2 separate regions of the Mus musculus genome follow, and region 1 is linked to region 2. A link is a contact called in public HiChIP or PLAC-seq data. All regions are on one chromosome and are shown on one strand. Each heading gives the region's core, a stretch centred on a gene start, on an enhancer-like site or on the middle of the called end of the contact. The rest is flanking DNA. Distances are from core to core; before and after follow the strand shown. Region 1 holds the start of Tbcd (tubulin-specific chaperone d). Region 2 has its middle 15 kb from the start of Fn3krp.

What was found. HiChIP or PLAC-seq counts read pairs in DNA pulled down with a chosen protein or histone mark.
Region 1: an H3K4me3 HiChIP or PLAC-seq map of the SCID.adh cell line shows a contact between it and region 2, with 11 read pairs. The contact joins the promoter of Tbcd here to the enhancer-like site in region 2. A contact is called at or near these places in 18 of 39 promoter capture datasets (the 3T3-L1 cell line, 3T3-L1-derived adipocytes, the C10 cell line and 13 more), 5 of 484 Hi-C or Micro-C datasets (CD8 T cells, cortical glia, cortical neurons and 2 more), 4 of 115 datasets of contacts at active chromatin or transcription factors (the 230-238 cell line, the SCID.adh cell line and embryonic stem cells) and 2 of 9 other capture datasets (adipose tissue and pancreatic islet).

What each region holds. Positions count from the first base shown.
Region 1 is chr11:121,450,365-121,453,392 of GRCm38.p6, forward strand. It overlaps Tbcd (tubulin-specific chaperone d), which reads left to right and starts at 1,627. Exons shown (of 39, transcript NM_029878.4): 1 at 1,627-1,864. The coding sequence starts at 1,681. It overlaps Fn3k (fructosamine 3 kinase), which reads left to right. Exons shown (of 6, transcript NM_022014.4): 6 at 1-126. The coding sequence ends at 86.
Region 2 is chr11:121,404,315-121,407,478 of GRCm38.p6, forward strand. No RefSeq gene overlaps it. Among named protein-coding and RNA genes, the nearest start is that of Fn3krp, 15 kb to the right of the region's middle. Within about 2 kb of position 1,902, at least 33 of the 459 cell types and tissues checked have an H3K27ac peak or open chromatin away from gene starts, as enhancers often do. A contact at or near this core is called in the SCID.adh cell line, cortical neurons and hippocampal neurons, where this site is marked.

The sequences.
Region 1 (3,028 bases), core at 377-2,876, 46 kb after region 2:
TCTTTAACTACCTAAACCACTGGAACCACTTTGGACGGGAGTACAGAAGCCCGTCCCTGGGGGTGATGAGGAAGCTGCTCAGGTAGCAGAGGGCTGGACCTAATAAAATGTCAAACTAGATCCCTAACTGGGCTACTTTTGAGTCGGCCTACAACGCATTCATCCAGAGGCTGAGGTTATGGCAGCGCAGCAGTTTCCAGGGAGCTCCGTATGTAGCTCAGGCTGACACCACAGCAGCACTGTTGCGGGCAAGCTCCCACCTCAGCGGCTGAAGCCCCAGGTACCGCAGGCGAATAGGGAAGGAAGCCACCATGCTAGCCCGTTTGGCTCCGGTCCTTCAGTTACAATCACTGCCAGACACTCTCTAGCACCTCACTGTTTTCTATTTTTTTAGATTTTATTTTGCGTACTCATGTGCTGAAATATGTGTGTATAGGTCAGAGTACAACTTGTGGTTCTCTTCTTCTTCCACTATGTGAGGACCAAACTTGTTACCCCACAACATATCTGAGAAGACTGCTAGGATCTATATTTAAGCCAATAGAAAGTCTTTATTAGCAGGCCAGTGACTACCCTGGGTATTCTGGATCCCAGCAAAACAGTGATCCTTCTCATGAACTTTTAACCACACACACACACACACACACACACACACACACACACACAAATATGTTCTAGGTTGACATACTTCAGTTATCAACAATAGTGAGCGAGAAGTAGAACTAGAGAAGCCAAAAAGCAAAGTTAGCACATTCAGAAACTTTTCAGGACCTACGGACTTTGAAGGATCAAGTCTTTGTTTTTTAGTTTGCCCCGTGGGTGCTGTCGAATGAGTTTTACAGCCTGAATGGCACTTTAATCATGGAGTAGGATGTGCTAAGGTTTGGGGGCCTACTGTTACACATTCAACTCCCGAGGCTTAGTGAAGGAGACTTTGCACACTAAACTATCTAACCACTCCAGTCTTCTACTTCCCAGTGAGGTCTGTTCTGGTGAATGCAGGGCCAGCAGCGTATAGCTCACGTCTTTTCTCAGGACTGCTTTGGGTGGTCATGATGGTGCTGTTTGAGGTCACGGCAAAAGCCTTCATCCTGGAGCAATACCCCATTGTCTCCTACACCCTTAAAGCACCCCCCCGCGCCCCACTCCTGCAGGTGCTCAGACATCATTGCCCCATTCTTGCCCCCACACTCAAAACCCATTCCTCCCCTGCGTTCATACACCACCCGTCCTATTCTGGCTCTTTCTACTAGTTCAGCTTTCCTGCGCTGTCCACACTAGCTCAAAACCTTCCATGTTCCTGCCCCCAATTTCAAACCCAGTTATTTCCTTAACCTTACACACACTCAAGCTCCAGAAGGCTTCCAACACTAGAGTTCATTCCCTGTAAAGATCGTACCGGCCCACTGCTCCGGCCACACCCTCCTTAGCCCCACCTCTTTTGGGCTCCACCCACTCCCTGTTGAGGCTGTAGACATTGGAGGCTTAGTTTTTCTGGTGCTTCCCTTCACTCACGCAAGCATCATTTTGCGCGCTGAGCCGACTTCGCGTGAGCTGTTTTGTTGGCTTGCGCGCCCCGTAGTTGGGGGTCGAAGGTCTCAGGGCGGGGCTGGCAGTTCTCGTGCTGTATCTCTTTTCTTCCCGGTTGCCGGTAGGGTTCTTACGGAAGCTGCTGGCAGGATGGTACTGAGCAATGAGCCGGCTGCGAGCGCCGCCGAGGAGGAGGTGGAGGATGATGCGCTTGTTCGCGCCTCCGCCCTGGAAGCGTTCGGCGAGAGTGCGGAGACCCGCGCGCTGCTCCGCAGCTTGCCGGCGGTGCACAGAGAGCGCGCGTCCCGGGAGGTGGCGGAGGAGCGGTTCCGCGGTGCGGGCGGGGCCCCGAGTCTCTATCTTGAGGTCCTTGCATCTGGGAGGAAGGGACCTGGGGAGCCATACCTCCTGCCTTCCCTGCCATGTCCAGGAACTGAGCAAAGCATGCTTGAGACCTCTCTGTGGATAGGGAGGGAACCAGCAGAATTGTTGGATGAACCTGCCTCCTACGAGAGCGCTCATGGCAAGCAAAGAGGAGCGGTCTGGCACGGCGCTCCTATGGGGCTGCGCTATGAGGCCAGGATTCTGCAAACTCAGAGCTCCACGTTTATCTGGGATCTCCGTTCCAGGCAGAGCAGGAGAGTGGACAGTGCCATTAGATTCCTTTGGTGGTTCTAAATCCCCCAAGTTTAGGTAGGCCTTTACAGTCGTTTGTAATGGATACTGTCCGTCATAGTTTTTGTCAACCTTACACAAACCTAGACATACCTCGGAAGAAATCTCAAGTGAGTAATTGCCACCACCAGATTGGCTTGTGGGCATGTCTTTGCGATATTTCTTTAATTACTAATTGATAAAGGACGGCCCAGCCCACCGTGAGATGTACCATCCCTGGCCTGTGGCTCTGAGCTGTATAAGAAAGACAGCTGAACTTGAGCCTAGGAGCAAGCACGCAAGACTCCTCCGTAGTTTCTGCTTCTATTTGCTTTGATTCATCCCTACACTTTTCTCAGTGATGGGCTGTGAAAGCCAAATAAACCCTTTCTTCCTCAAGTTGATTTTTGGCCAGTTTCATCACAGCAACAGAAAACAAAGACAATGTCCAAATGAGCCCTTTGATAATTAGAGTTTTGTACTTGAACAAAATCATCTTTGTGTATTCCTTAGCTAAAAACATTCTCTCCATAATGTCTTTTTTTTTTTTTTTTTTTTTTTGGATGGGGCTCTAGTTTTTGGGTAAGACAGAGTGGTGGGCTTTGTCTGAAGTGGCAGGTGAGAACTGCAGAGGCAGAGAAACCATTGGATTGGGTAGAAACATTAATTTGCTGGTAGGGGTTGGAAAGCAGGTGACCAGGGTTGGGGAGGTTGTACAGTTATTGGTTTGAACATTGTTGGAAATGAAAGGCATCGTGCTAGGCAGGGGAGGGCTCAAGAAGTGAAGAGGGTCTGACTAGCAGGGGAAGGTGGAGTTGTAGAGAGTTGGAGCACCAGCATATGT
Region 2 (3,164 bases), core at 652-3,151:
CACCCTCCAGCTGCTTCAACGTGATTTTAGTGAGACACAGATGTTTCATCCATAGAGAGGCTAATGAGAGGGTGGGAGAGGACTGTGAGGTCCACTGTGAGGTTCACTGTGAGGTAACAGCGGAGGTTATGGAGTATGGAGCTCAGCCTACCAGAGACCCCAGGCTGGGAGGCACATGTCGCTGTCCCCTCAGCCAGCCTTTCACAAGCGTACTCTTAGCTTTTGGGACTATCAGAGGGCATCTATCTGAACGCCAGGTTTTCTGACAACAGGGGCAGATGATTGTAGCTGGATGAGGGACCTGAACTATGCAGTGCAGGAAACTGAGTAGCAATCCTGGCCTCCATACTATCTTCCCTCTCCTCAGTGGTAACCACCAAAAATGTTTATATAATTGTCAGGTGTTGGGAACAAGACACTCACCACCACTACCAATAGTTGAGGACCACTGGTTGAGAGCAATTTGATTTGCATGTTGCAATCTCTTATCTAAGAGGCCATTCTACCCTCATAGCACAGGACCTGTTCCAAGTGTAGGCTTTCACCCTGGGGAGAGGTCATATTTACTCCTTTGCTTTCCTTTCATATATATATGTGGTATATACATATACACATGATGTGTGTTTGTATATTCGTGCTATGTGTGGAAGTCAGAGGACAATTTTGAACAACCAGTTTTCTCTTTCCATTGTTACATGAATTCCAAGAATGGAAGTCAGGTCACCAGGCTTGTGCAGCAGCAAGCATTTCACCCACTGAGCCATCTTCCTGGCCTGAGGGTAATGTCTTATGGTGACAGCTTCAGTTTGAAAAGATGGGTAAGTTCTGGAAATGTTGGTGGTAATGTTTGCTCAAGGACATGAATGGACTTAATATCACTGAAAAAAATACATGAAAATGGTAAATTCAAATTTTCTTGGACTTAATATCACTGAAAAATATACATGAAAATGGTAAGCTCAAGTTTCCTGCTTCATACATTTTGGCTCAAGTTTAAATAAGAAGAAAACAAAGCTGGGATCATGGCAGCTGTTGAGTCTTTTGATTGTATTTTTTTTTTTTTGGTTAATCAAATACTGCAGGACTGATTTAATCAGTATAAAATTGAAAGATTTAGATTTGTAATAAGAATCCAAATTTGAAGGAAGGGCAAACGTTAACACAGCAGCTAAGTCTTAAAGGAAGGGTGGTGAATGCAGGCACGCTGGACTGTGGGGCGGGTAACTGACCACTGTCAAACCAGTGTAAGTTGCTTGGTTTCTCATGGAAAACATTTTATACACCTAAGTCTATCAGCGTCCAAACGTCTGTTCCGTTAGTAATACCACAACAAAAAATTACATTACTCCAAATTCTGTCCCATGTGGGAAAATTAGATGATTTCAAATACTCTCTTGATGCTCCACAATAAGCTGCCAGTCACTTTTGTTTGTATTCTAATGCTAAATACTGGTCCCCAAGGCCTGGCTCTGAGAGAGTCTGCACATACCCAAGTTATCCCTGATTGGGGAATAAAACTGCATATAGCCAATAGTTGGGCAAAAAAGAGATAGGCGGGGTTCTTGGGTTCTGAGGAGACCCTGAGGAGGAGAAGAAAGGAGAGAGAGGAGGAAGCCACTATGGGGTAAGTAAGTTATGAATACATGGCCACAAAGGCTGGCCAATTTGAATTAGGAGCAGCCCAGATGGAACACAGCAAGTTATAATTCATGGTTATTGATGAGGAAATAGATTCTAATTGAACAGAAGGTAGATATCTGCCCAGCTCTAGTGTTAATTAAGGCTTATTATAATAATAAAAGTTGCATGTCTTTTATCCAGGAACTGAATGATCAAAGGCAGGGCAGACCCTCCCCCCCTTGAGATTAAATATTTTCTACAACTGGTGGCCACTTCCTGCTTTTAGTTTGTACTAGGTTGTAGAGTCTGTGGTGGCTGTTTGGGGTGGAAAATAAGGTTGGCTAATGGGCAGGGTATCCTGGCCTGGATCACCCTTTGTACCTCTAAACAACCTCAGAGTAGGGACAAATTACAACTCCCACTGACACCAGAAGCAACAGTGGCTCAGAGAAGCCACGTGGGTAGAGGACTACTAGGGTTGCATCTCTAGAGCTGGTTGATATAGCAAGTTAGCTTTGCCTTGCATGATGGTGCACACCATTAACCCCTGCACCCAAGAGGCAGATGCAGGCAGGCCTCTGGGAAATGAACCTGCTATATATAGCAATTTCAGGGCCATCCAGGACTATCTAGTGAGATCCTGTCTAAATAAATAGCCAGAGTAGCCTTAGCTTTGTAGCAAAATATGTCTAACATGAGAATTTTCATCTTAACCTTATTTTTCTGTGCTGGGGATTCTATCCCAGAACTTCACATGTTCCAGGCGAGTGCTTTATCACTGAGCTACATCCCCAGCCCGTTTTAACCGCTGTTTAGTTACACTAAGCACATCATGCTATTATGTAACCATTACTACCACCAGTTTCTAGAACTTGTCCATCTCCCCAAGCTGAAACTTTGTGTCCACTAAACACTAACTGAGCAATCTCCCTCCTCTAACTCCAGCAGACCCATTAAACTTTTCACCTCTATCAGTGCTCACTCCAGAAACCTGTGTCTGGTACGTTTTACTTAGCATGATGTCCTCAAGGTTTATGCAGGTCAGAGTTTCCTTCTTTATATAAATATGTTTGTCCATTTATCATGCATCCAGCTTCTAGGACTATCTTATACAGGTTTCTATGAGGATGTATTGCCTTATGGTATATAGGAAGGGGTGGAATTCAAGCTCACACCGCAACTGTTTGGCTGTTTGAAGACCTTCAAGATGTGGGTTGTATCTCTTGCTCTATAATTTGCAGAGTAGTTTATGTGTTGTGACATCATTCCCCCTCCTCTGGCTTAGAGCTAATTTCAGGCAGGAGGGCTCTTATTGTAGAAAATGGAGAAATTCCAGGCCATGTGCAAGAAATACCTTTGCATAAGATGAGATTTTTATCTTCATTGACTACAAAAAAGTATCCCTTTTGCAGCTTTCTCTGGTGCCAAAATAAAAATGTATCTAAGAACTGCAAATATGGATTGACCACATTTATCTCAAACAAGGGCTTGTACAAACAAACTCCCTCTATTTTCTCTTCCCTTCTGTGGAGAAATAAATAGAA